Linked DNA regions of Zeugodacus cucurbitae: region 1 is linked to region 2. A link is a contact called in public Hi-C data. All regions are on one chromosome and are shown on one strand. The core of a region is the stretch at or near the end of the contact, and the rest is flanking DNA. Distances in the headings are between cores, read along the strand shown.

What was found. A called contact is a pair of places that touch in the nucleus more often than the background predicts.
Region 1: a Hi-C map of whole body shows a contact between it and region 2, with 4 times the contacts expected there. The contact joins the promoter of LOC105213125 here to the promoter of LOC105213131 in region 2. A contact is called at or near these places in 2 of 2 Hi-C or Micro-C datasets (both in whole body).

The regions. Positions count from the first base shown.
Region 1 is chr2:26,025,072-26,031,010 of idZeuCucr1.2, reverse strand. LOC105213125 reads left to right here and starts at 3,677. Exons shown (of 1, transcript XM_011185694.3): 1 at 3,677-5,828. The coding sequence starts at 3,729. The coding sequence ends at 5,687. LOC105213124 (eukaryotic translation initiation factor 2-alpha kinase) reads left to right here. Exons shown (of 5, transcript XM_011185693.3): 5 at 1-1,676. The coding sequence ends at 1,054.
Region 2 is chr2:25,777,421-25,783,463 of idZeuCucr1.2, reverse strand. It overlaps LOC105213131 (ubiquitin domain-containing protein 1), which reads right to left and starts at 2,930. Exons shown (of 4, transcript XM_011185699.3): 1 at 2,270-2,930; 2 at 1,912-2,164. The coding sequence starts at 2,357. It overlaps LOC105213132 (chitin synthase chs-2), which reads left to right and starts at 4,945. Exons shown (of 14, transcript XM_054229581.1): 1 at 4,945-5,077; 2 at 5,132-6,043.

The sequences.
Region 1 (5,939 bases), core at 2,428-4,927, 250 kb before region 2:
TGACATTCACTCCAATTCCTTTGATATGAGTTTGCCGAAAAATGGCAAGAGTATCGATTACTCACAACTCTCCGACTCCTTTCAAATTGAGTTTGTGCGTTCGGCGAATGGTGACGAAACTAATGAGGATAGCGGTTGTGCTGGCCAGACAAATGGCGACGTCTGGACTTCCAAAGATCTGGAACGTTCTTTAAATGAAGACAACAACAAAACTAACTCTAAAAGCAAAAAACGTCCCGATTCCTTGGAGCTTGGTAAAGTTGCCATAAATATGGAGCATAGCAATAATAGTAAAGCACTACTGCCGGCCGCGGCATTGCTGCAGACCACACCGAAGCCGCAGCAAAATAAAGTCTATCTGTACATACAGATGCAGCTGTGCCGAAAAGAGAGTCTACGCGATTGGCTGCGCGAAAATCGCTGTGAGTCACGGCAAAGTCATATTGCCAGCATTTTCCATCAAATTGTCGACGCGGTCGACTATGTGCATTTAAAGGGTCTCATACATCGTGATCTCAAGCCCAGCAATATATTCTTCTCACAAGATGGCCAAATAAAAATCGGTGATTTTGGTCTCGTCACCGACATGTCGGACATACCGAATATGGTGACCAAGTGTGGCGACACCACCGGTCTGCCATCGTGTGCTCGTCACACACAACAAGTCGGCACACATCTGTATATGTCACCCGAACAACTGCGTGGCCAACACTACGACTTTAAGGTGGACATCTATTCGTTGGGCTTAATCTTCTTCGAATTGCTCGTGTACTTCAGCACCGAAATGGAGCGCATAAAAACGTTGCGCAATCTCAGAGATGGCAGCTATCCACAAGAGTTTCCACATGACTACCCCAAGGAACACGAGCTGCTGCAATTGATGTTGTCCAAACAACCCGGCGAGCGTCCGGCGACAACAGAGTTGAAAATTAAATTACTCGATATACTTAAATGGCCAGACTTCACTGTGGCTGACGGCGATCCTGTGGCTATGGTGGCGGCGGCGGCGCGTCGTTTTAGCCGCAGTCGTACATTTAGCAGCAGTAATGCGTGAAAACGTCTTACATACATACATACACATAACTCGATTGTCCGTAGAGTTAATTAATTTCTAAGCTAATTTAAGCGATAAACGTCTAATTGTATTGCGTTATATACAGAAGGGTTTACAAAGCTCGCCATCAATCACAATGAAATTGTAGCTTTAATGCAAATTTATGAAATTCGATATTGTAGTTACATTCAAAAAGACTTTTAACTATTACTTATCTATACAATTATATACACACACCTACATATGTACGCGTGTGTGTATATGGCTGTGTAAACCTTTTTTTAAATTGGTAAATGAATTGGAAATGCTTGTAAACCGTGTTGGTGTCATGAACTTCCATGCATATGCGCTGCCTATATGTACATGTAATCGTGCTATTTAAATCTGTAGTTAGCTAGTTTAGTGATTTCTTATTATTTTTTTCTTCAAAATGTTACGTCATCGACTTCTACATTTATAAGTTAAAAACGGCGAGTAAGCAACTTAACGCTAGGCCATAAATCCATCCTCAAATAAATACTTAAAATACTGCAAGTATTACTAATTCCATGATTGTCGTTTCTTCAATAATTAATTCAATTGTTCACTATACTTTCCATAAAAAAATGAAATTTTTTTCAAATATCTACGAACATAAGTTTATTAATTTATTTTCTTATTGTCTTCATCTACTAACATTTCTTTTATAAATGCTTTTGACTTCTGCCTCTCCAGGCGAAATAGTAATTTAAGCACACACCATACATACACACATACCTATGTAGTTAGTAGTATTTTGACTACCGTGTATATTTCATAAATAGATAACATTAATAAAAAATATAGTTAAATAAGTAACACTGTTGTTTGTATTCGAGATCGATTATACACCATTCATCATGGTTGGTAGCGTGTTACGTGAGTATCAGTAATCCACGAAAGTTCAAATCCAAAAAAAAACTAACGGAAGACCCTGGATAATGTCCTGCCTGCAATGAGTCCATGCACAATACTAGTCACCTCTTTGCATGCCCAATAAACCCAACTTATCTTTGGTCCGACCCTGTCGAAACAGCACGTTTCCTGGGCATACCGTTAGATGACCTCGATGACGACCGTTCCGTTTCAGCAGGGCTGGATAATCGTTAAAACAACAACAACAGAAGTCCTTGGAGCGTTAAGAATTCAACCAACTACAATATCCTGAACGTCCAGCTCTTCTCCGTTATGGACCTCTCTCGGTAGTTGCTGTGCACATTAGCCGCTAAAATGAAAATCAGCTTTGCTATTAGAGTCGAACCAAAATCCGTGTCTAGTTTGAGACATAAGTTTGCATCCTTTAGTCGAATAATCTAGGGTTCTATCAATGTTTAGTTGTTACCCAAACCTGCCTGAACCGGCAATGCTAAATTAATTGTCATCGAAGTCATCTAACGGAAGATCCAGGAAACGAGCAGTTTCGACAATGTCGGACCAGAGGGAAATGGGTCTTAAATGAGTGAGGCAGGGATCTTTGAATGCAGGACACATATTGGTCCGGGTTCAGTCTGGATAACTAGGAGTTTAACTGGCTACAATATCCCGAACGAAGTTTCGCGAGGCAACTCGTGCTCTGTGTCTGCGCTGGGTGGTGTTTTATATTCAAGTACGCTTTCACTTGGAGGAAGTCGATGAAGGTATTAATGGCTCCTCTGTGAATGGCGTTCAGTGCTTGCCGAAAGTCCAGTCAGTATAGTTCTGTAAGTCGTAGACGTATTTCGTACAGCGTTCTTCACAGCCGAAATTTTAATGTCATCGCCAGAAATGTTAAGGTCTAAGTTTTTTTAACCTGGGCTGAGTCATACTCATTAGTCTGTAAAGCGCGATTGCGGGAATCGCGTTTAACCTCAGTTCTGAACTTTTTGGACTAGTTAATAGATTTGATTGATTAAATTTATTGGAAAGATTTCTTTGTGGTAAGATAAGGCTGGTAGAGTATGAAGGGATAGAATCTAGAGACTTATGTAAAGATAACCGTCACAACGGGTGTGGTAAAAGACATGCCATATAAAAGATTAAAAGGGTTACTCAGTCGTTTCGTGACCGTCGGAGACCAATGAGCTTTCGAAAGAAGGTGTGATCTACACCAACAATCTGAAGAAAGCCAAAATTTTTTAGACGGGTTAAATACTAAGTGTTTAAAGGACCGGCTTCGTATTAATAGATGTATGTGTACTTGTACGTTGTATCTGGAATCGTGCTGCGTAAGACCCCACTTATCAAAGGGTTAATCTTAAATTAATTAAATATTAAATACAATGATCTCAATCAATGTATAGAGAATTATGAGAATGTAAATATATGCTTACAAGTGTTTTGTTTTTGTTTTTTTTTTTTTGTTTTCTTATACGTAAGCGCTAAACATAGATAGAGAGACGACACTGAGCTTCTCGCTATTTAAGGTCAAGTGCATTGATATTGCTATGTGCTAACATACATACATACAATAATTTCCTATTTTCAGAGTGATTCAATACTATGATTGCAATTTTTACATTAAAAAAGTCTTATCACTTTTTAATAAAAACAACAATTACAACGACAAAACAAAATAACAATACGTTGGGAAGAATTTCACGATTAGACAAATAATACAAATTTCGCATATTCGCGAAAATCAGTTCGACTTGCGAAAGCAACGCGGTATCATCGAAAGATGAATGAAACGCGCCCGCAACGGTTTATTATTCTATTGTGTCTATTTTTAGTCCAACAAGGCGGCCAAGGTCACACGACCGAACCGAAAGTACGCACGGGACCCGCAGTCTCGCGTCTTTATCGGCAACAGCTCACCCATATGCTCAACATACTCGACGAGGATGCAGATCCGTGTGAAGATTTCTTTGCGCACGCTTGCGGCTACTACAACGAAGTGCTGAGCGACGTCCAGCAGCTGAGTGCGGATAGCGCTGATGAGCCGATGACAGTGCCTCCATATTTATATAACCACGAAGATCGTATGCTTTTCTTTGAGCGCAATAAAGAGAATTTCGGCACGCCACCGGGACAGTTGCTTGCCACGCTCTATAGTTCCTGTAAGAAACGCGAAACGCTCAACAAGTTGTACGGTCGTGGACCGCTTTCGCAATGGCGCCGCATGTTACGCGAAGTTCCCTTCCTCGCAGAGAATGCGCGGCTCTACAAGTCGTGGCCATTGCTGCGGATTGAATGGGACGAATTGCTGACGCAACATGCTTATCTAGATTGGTTAAAGTTAGCCGCAGAGTTGGCGGCACATGGCGTTACGAGTTTCGTACGTATTTTCTTTGCTGAGGGCACAATCTTTATTGCGCCGGTTAGAGCACGTCAAGATGTGCGCTGCGAATCGTTGAAGAGTTGGCAAGCGCAGTTGTTGCCATTCCGTTACACCGGCGGCGAACAGGCGGCGCAAGTGATCGCTAGCGAATTGCGAGCTTTTTGTCGAGTGCTTATCGGTGAATTACCTTTTGATCCTGAATTGTATACTGATAACGGTGGGCGAAACGGCAGTTACGATGATTCAGCACATAATTCGTTTAGCTACGAGAAATATTTTAAATATTTTCATGGAAGTTTGCGTTTCAGCGAACAAGATGTGTGCACTGCTCATGAGATATATACCGACGAGCAGCGGCTAGAGAATATATCAGCGCTTATACGTTCAACACATCCAAGTGTGCTCTTCAATTTCGTGCTTTGGCAGGCCTATGTAAAGCTAAGTTATGAAGACTGCTTTCTGTTGACTGAAGAGTTTGAACCGCTGCTGTTGTCCGAGTACTGGAATTGGGATGTGTTTAATACGAATTTCAGTCGCAAAGTCGCGTTAGCCACTTATCTTTATCACACAACACGCTTTCAGGAGCAACGACGCGCTGTGCTCTTGGGCGAACAGTGGGATCGCTTTCTATATGCGAAGCTGCAGCGCAGCAATTTCAATTTACCACGCTTACTCTCCACATATGCAAAAACTGACTTGGACCCGGCAAATCTTACGGAAATTTATGCGATAGACAAGTTCGTCGAGGGAAATTTTTATGGCAATTTGGTTACTTTGCGTCGTCGCCAACTGCGAAATACATTTTTCACCGCCTACATCGACCCCGAAGACTACAATCATCCCATTTATTTTCTGCGACATTTCCTGCATTTCACCATTTTGACCTTGCAACGCCCGTTGTTCCATTATTTCGCCACAATGGGTTTCGATTTGTGGCATAAATCTGATTTACTATACAATTCAGACGGATACTACACGTCCATGTATTGCTTGGAAAGACAATCGTTATTGCACTACGAAGATGCGCCGATATTTCAACTGCTGGGCGAATCACAAGTTGCCGATATTTTTCGGTTTTATCGCGCTTTCATCGAGTCTTTAAGGGATTACGATTTCTGGTTGGAGGGTGAGTCTTTCGCATTCGCGGAGGATTTTGTGTTGGAACATTTTCAATTGACTTCGAAACGCATTATGTTCTATGCCGTCGCGCAGTTGCATTGTGGACGAAACGATGAGTGGTTCAGCATACTGATCAATAGAAGCTTCATGAATATGCCACAATTCGCGACGGCTTTCGAGTGTGAGGCTGAAAGTCCAATGAACCCGCTGGTAAAATGCATGATCAATCACTGCGATTAATGGCGGCGTATGGATGAAGGATAGATAAATAATTTATTTAATTTAAGTATATATATATATCAGTGTAGGTTTATATAATATAGTATATAACTAAAATAGAATTCAAATAAAAATTGTGCAGAGTTCTACATCACTCATTTAACGCTTTGTTTTATTGGCGTCGAGCGCAAAGATGAAAATCACAAATTGTCTGTTTCTTCAAATGGTTAGCTCTAAACCCTACTGGTAAATGCTCGCCAATTAACTTCATAA
Region 2 (6,043 bases), core at 1,681-4,180:
AATTAATACAAAAGTAATTAAGCGCGAGCATAACTTCCATTTAGCGATTCACTTGTATACTTTAGTAGCAGAGAACTATGAGAAATATTTTATATTAACAAAAAAATAAACATATACAAAGTGTTAAGCTCACTGATATCAAAGCACGCTATAAGCGTTAAAATAATAACAAGCTCGCGATAAACTTTAAATTCAAAATCAGTAGGTATGAGACAGTATTAGGCGGATTTTGGTAGCAATAAGAAAAAATTAAAATAAAAATTATAATAAAACGTTGCAAATGGCATTCAAAGAAGAGATGAAAATTTTATATAATATACATTAGCGAGTGAAATTACAATTCTACAGCATTCACCAATAAATATATGCACATGTGCGCCCACTAATCGAATCACGGCTAAACGGCAGTTTGTCTAGGTTTTTATCACCTGATTAACTTGATAATTGAATGTAAATGATAATTTTTTAGTTATTATTTATGTATGTAGAAAGCACTTGCACATTGATGTATTTGTATTGTAGACGGTGGCGTAAACGGAGATTTCAAGCTACACGTAAAATTATTAAATAAAGTTTAGAATTTTAGCTTTCATGGCGCAAATAATTTATATGAATTTATTTTTTTTATATAGTAAGAACTCTTTTTAGAAGCTTCAAAGAAATGACACTTAAAATCACGACTAAAGAACTGCAAGCATGATTAAATAATACTTTCGAGCTAGTATCTACGCTTAACCGGAGCGAACCAGTATTTATATACTACTAAAACGATATCTTTGAAGCATTTCACAAAAGTATTTGGATTAATTTTGAATTATACCGCTACAACAATTTAATATACGCAGGAAATAGTTAATTCCACACTGGCGACAAGCAAATTGCATTTAGATTAATTCAATTGGTTTCATTATGCAAGAAATAGAAACGTTAAAAACATTTACTTTCGGCTAGTTCTTCACATTACAATAATGTTCCAGCAAATATTGATAAATTTGTGTATTTAATAAGGGGCTTAGCTTGCCGTTGGTCACGAACAAAGCAGTTAAACCTACGACACAACGACCTGGCCGCAGACGACATTAACAAAGTTAGGAGAGATTGTCATTTGATTAGTGTTGCATGACCTGCCCCTAATCATTACATGAGGATTGTGTTAGTCAACCGCACTAATGCTATAAATATTGATTTTCGGTGAACACATTTATATTTTATTACAAACAAGCAGCTCTGCAAAATATTGGGGGTAACGCCGATTCTAATTTATAGTAATCAGAACACTAAAATAAAACAGAAAGCGATTACGTACAAAGCTTTGTCGAATGTTTGCCGCATCATGCGCTACACAACCACCGGCAGCTTTGTAGCTACATATGCGCGTACTTATATACATGAGAAAATGTTGAATATACCACAATATGTAAATATATCCATGATTAAAAGGCGATAAAGAATAAATGCATCAATTAAAGTGCGACGAATAGTCAAGCAGTAGTAGAAAGACATGGTTTATTGATATAGAGCGCGATGGAATTGAGGTAAAATAAACTTCGAGGTTAAATATGTTTGTGCGTTTCTCTTTTATATGCATAGGCGCGACAAACCGATGTTAAAACTCTATATACATATGTATATACTTAGACACCGCATGACGTGTTTTTATTTTGGTTACAATGCAATATTTGTTATGGTTTAAGAACTGATACCCGTACGTAGTTATGTCGGACACTATTATTCATACATACTATATAGTAAAAGCTGCTTATAAGTCTTCTTAAGTCACATATTATAATCACATTAATTAATAATATAAGTAAATGAATATTTGACTCCAAAATGAGATAATAAACGTCGCAATCAAACAAAAACTTTGTAGTTTGTCGAAATAATGCTACTACTTTTATGAAAACATACCCATTGGGCACCGATATATTCGCTCCGTCAAGTATTGCCTGCGCCATTTCGAAATTTAGCTCTTCCGCCGCATTTGTGGCTGCCCGTAGCGCATCCCAAATCTCTTTGCGACCATCGAACGCCGGCGCAGTATCCCAGAATTCATCGCGTTTCGAGCGCAGTTGGCCCTCCGTCAATGGCACATCGGAACGCCAACGTATTGTCTCATTGCACAGTGGGCGATTTTTACGCGATGGACCCATTTGGGCGCCGCCTAATTACGAAAAAGAATATAGATTGCGGACCAGTATATGTATGTGAGAGACTTGCAGTGCGTGCGCTAGTGGATTATATTGCACCCATTTAAGCGCTTACTCACCCGCGCCTGTCGCTGGCCTAGAAATACTCGCTGAAGATACACTGACTGTCTCATTGTCGGTGCTGTGTATGCCAATGCAACCACCCATATTTTCGCATACAATTTACGTGTTGCGCGTCCACCAAAACAGCGTACCAGCGCCGGAAAACACGTTCGCACGTATGACCGTGTATGACCGCAAATATTGAAAGGAATATAACGAAATAAATATCGGTTCAATTTGGAAATGCAAATTTTATTGGAGTGCGCGACGCGAGTTGTGTTTTACTGTCACTACTCGTGATCTTTATGTTTTCGAATTTGCTGTTTGATTTGATTTTCACTGTTGCACCACTTCGCTTGACGGCATTTTAGCATATGTATGTTTTATTTTAGATTTTCACGTTGCCTTTTTCAGACGACTATTGCAACCGCGCGACCAAATATCTGACGCACTTTTGATATGTTTTAAATGTAAAGTGCTAAAGGTAACACATTTAATTGATTTGAAATTTTTTAAACAGATCTTTTTGTAGTTTACACTGATATTTTATTTGCAGCTTCGCAAAAAATTCTTCACCAAACATTTCCGCAATATTTCCACAATCTTCGCTGAGAATTTTTTTCCTTTTACTATTTCAATTCCATTTCATTAATTTGACATTTCTATGCAGCGTGGCCACTTGGCGCTATTTAGAAAGCTCATTGTCAAAAAACATCGCAAAATATTGAGAGATGAAAATCCACCAGGTCAACTCTTCTTTATTTATATTTTCCAACTAAAAAGTAAATATTAATAATAATAAAATAATAGATTAGTGTACTTGCACACTTTATTAGCAAATAATTTTCATAGAAAAAATTTATTTGATCGGTAAATGATCTACAAGATATGCATACTTCTATAATAATTTGTTGATGTCACCATTTCTTTAACGAAATATTTTTTCCATTGCAACAATAATTATTTATTTGATTATTATCTTTTTGGTGAACAAAAATTCACTGAGTGTATCTCGCTCTGAAACCCATTTAAAATTTGTGCTCTTTCAGATTTCAGGTTCTAATAATATTATATGTTAAGAAAATCGAGCAATAAATGAACAAATCAAGAACATTACTGAATTATTGATTAAAAATAATATCATAAGAATATGGTTAAAGGTGGCAGCTCTGCAAGTTGTGTCAAAAATAACATCGCACGCAAAAGAATAACCACCATGAGGTGAATTAATAATCATAGAGCTTTTGATTGTTTGGCGGTTTTAGCATATCCGGCAGCTAAACTCGAATTATAATTATTTAAATAAATAACCGTTAATTGTAGTAACTATTTATAGAACATCTTTAAAGTGTTTAGTTTACTTACATATATGTACACTATAATATACGTAAACCCAATGTATAAAATGTATGGGCTCACGTTCGAATTATTTGACAGTTCATCACTATTGACATTTCTTCCACAAAGCAGTAAAATTAACAAAACAAAGTTGCAGAAATCATTTGCATTGTTAATATTTAATTTTTCTATTGATATATCAACGATTTTATGAATACTATAGAAAAAAGTGATGTCCACAGTGCAGTCATATGAAAGCGTCAAATATAGCTTGCCAATTAGCATAATTCATTAGATTGGTGGTACTACATCTCTATCGTGTGACGTTAGAGCGCTGTGCAAACCTAAGAAATTCAATTTAAAAACTAAGTTCTTTCTCAAATATGTAGTACTTTTCCAAAATGTATTTGCACTAAGTTATTATTATGAAAAAAAGTATTTGTATTAAATGCTAGCAAAAGATCATTTACGGGTTGAGTAACTAAAAATAGTACCGGCGAAAGAGAATGCTTGAGAAAATTTAATATTATAATAATATAAGACAATAAGGAAATTTATTTACGTTTCACGCAAAATTTGTTTAATCACACCTAACAAAAATTAACTTAATTAATTTTCAGATCACATGCAGTGAACTTTTAGTTTGAGCAACACCACCCAACAAGAAACCAACACATAAGCGTACATAAGCACATAAACACGAAACCGAAATGCTCAATTTAACAAAGAAACATAACAATTAAACAGCTGAGTTGGCCCAAAGACTAACATCGTCCGACCAGCGAGTCCATTCGAATTGAGTTGCATTTTTCAAATTAAGAAACTGGAATGGTCACTCATAGAAACATATAACCATAAACAATCAAGATAAAAGGGAGCAATATTAATACATTTGTGAAAATAAAAACAAAAGGTAGAAACAAAACCAGACGACCTCGACAAAACTCGCATAGTCAGTCGCTACACATGCCGAGTTTCGGAATCTACGAGTAACCAATAGCACCAACTAGATACGACCAGTATAGGTGCACACACATACAAAAACACACGTGTTTGATACCTATGTGGATTAAAGAGTTTATAATGCTAATTTTGTCAAGAAGTATGACGCATGAGATGAAGAAAAATAGTGCTTAAAATATAAGAAAACAAAAAGTAATCGGTTATTTTTGCGGTATCCGGTATGCGGTTTGACGCTATGGTCCGCTTCAATGATAGAACGAAGTTTGTAGAGAGAAACAAAGTTTAGATGCTTGATAACAGTAGTTTTGTCAGACGAATATTGCGGTTTATGAGAGTAATCTGGAATAATTGAATATAGGCTTGTCATAGCCTTCCTTCAGCTTCAAAATAGGTGATGTTTTGGACTTATGAATGAAATAGTGATCGATGGAGAATTTCCAATGTTTTTTTAACGAGTCCCTCGGGAACACACAGACGAAGATGCAGCGAGACTTTGAGATGAGAGTTCTAGAAACATTTCAAAGGTAAAGAGTTAAATATCAATATACTTTAAAATTAATTATTCCCTTACCCTTAAGATAGGACAAATATCTCCTGTCATCAAACAAACAGTGAGCACATTCGCGTCATTTCTCCCACGTTTCTGTTGAGAGTCATAAATTTGAAGTTGTATATAATTTGGACTATCTTGGAATATCTCGCAGAATCACTCTTGCCAACAGGTGTTACTTTGGACTGATTAGGCAATTGAACTCTAAAAGTCGCTTATTATTCACGTCCTTATGAATGGTGCAGAAGAGTGGACGATGTCAACATCCGATAAGACGACACAAGGACTTTTCGAGGGAAAGGTTTTAAACATGGGCAACGGCAAATACCTCAGACGATGGAACGATGTGCTGTATGAGTTATTCGACGATATTGACATAGTTCATCGAATAAAAAGACAGCGGCTGCGCTGGCTAGGTCATGTTGTTCGAATGGACGAAAGTGCTATAGCTTTGAAAGTGTTCAATGCAGTACACGCTGGTGGAAGCCGAGGAAGACCTCCACTCCGTTGGAAAAACCAGGTGGAGAAGGATATGGCTGCACTTGGGATTTCCAATTGGCGCCAAACTGCGAGAAGGAAGGACAAAGGAGTGGTGCACTGTTGTAAACTCGGCTATAACCGTATAAGCGGTGTCTGCGCCAGTTAAGAAGAATATTTGTTTACCAAATCAAGTATACTAAATGGAACCGGAACTTAAAATCTCTTAAGAATTTCGAAGAAAATAATTGGGCAAGCTAGGTCAAGGTCATGCTGACGCCATAACATATTATACATATATCTGAAGCATGGAATAAACGACGGTTCTATTTACAAATGATTGGATTGAACTATTCTAGACAACTTTTCCAACACACAAATTATAATTATTCAAATAAGAGAACCCACAGATACTTCCTTTATGTGTTGAACTTTTTAGGGAAACAGTAATATATGCAGATAC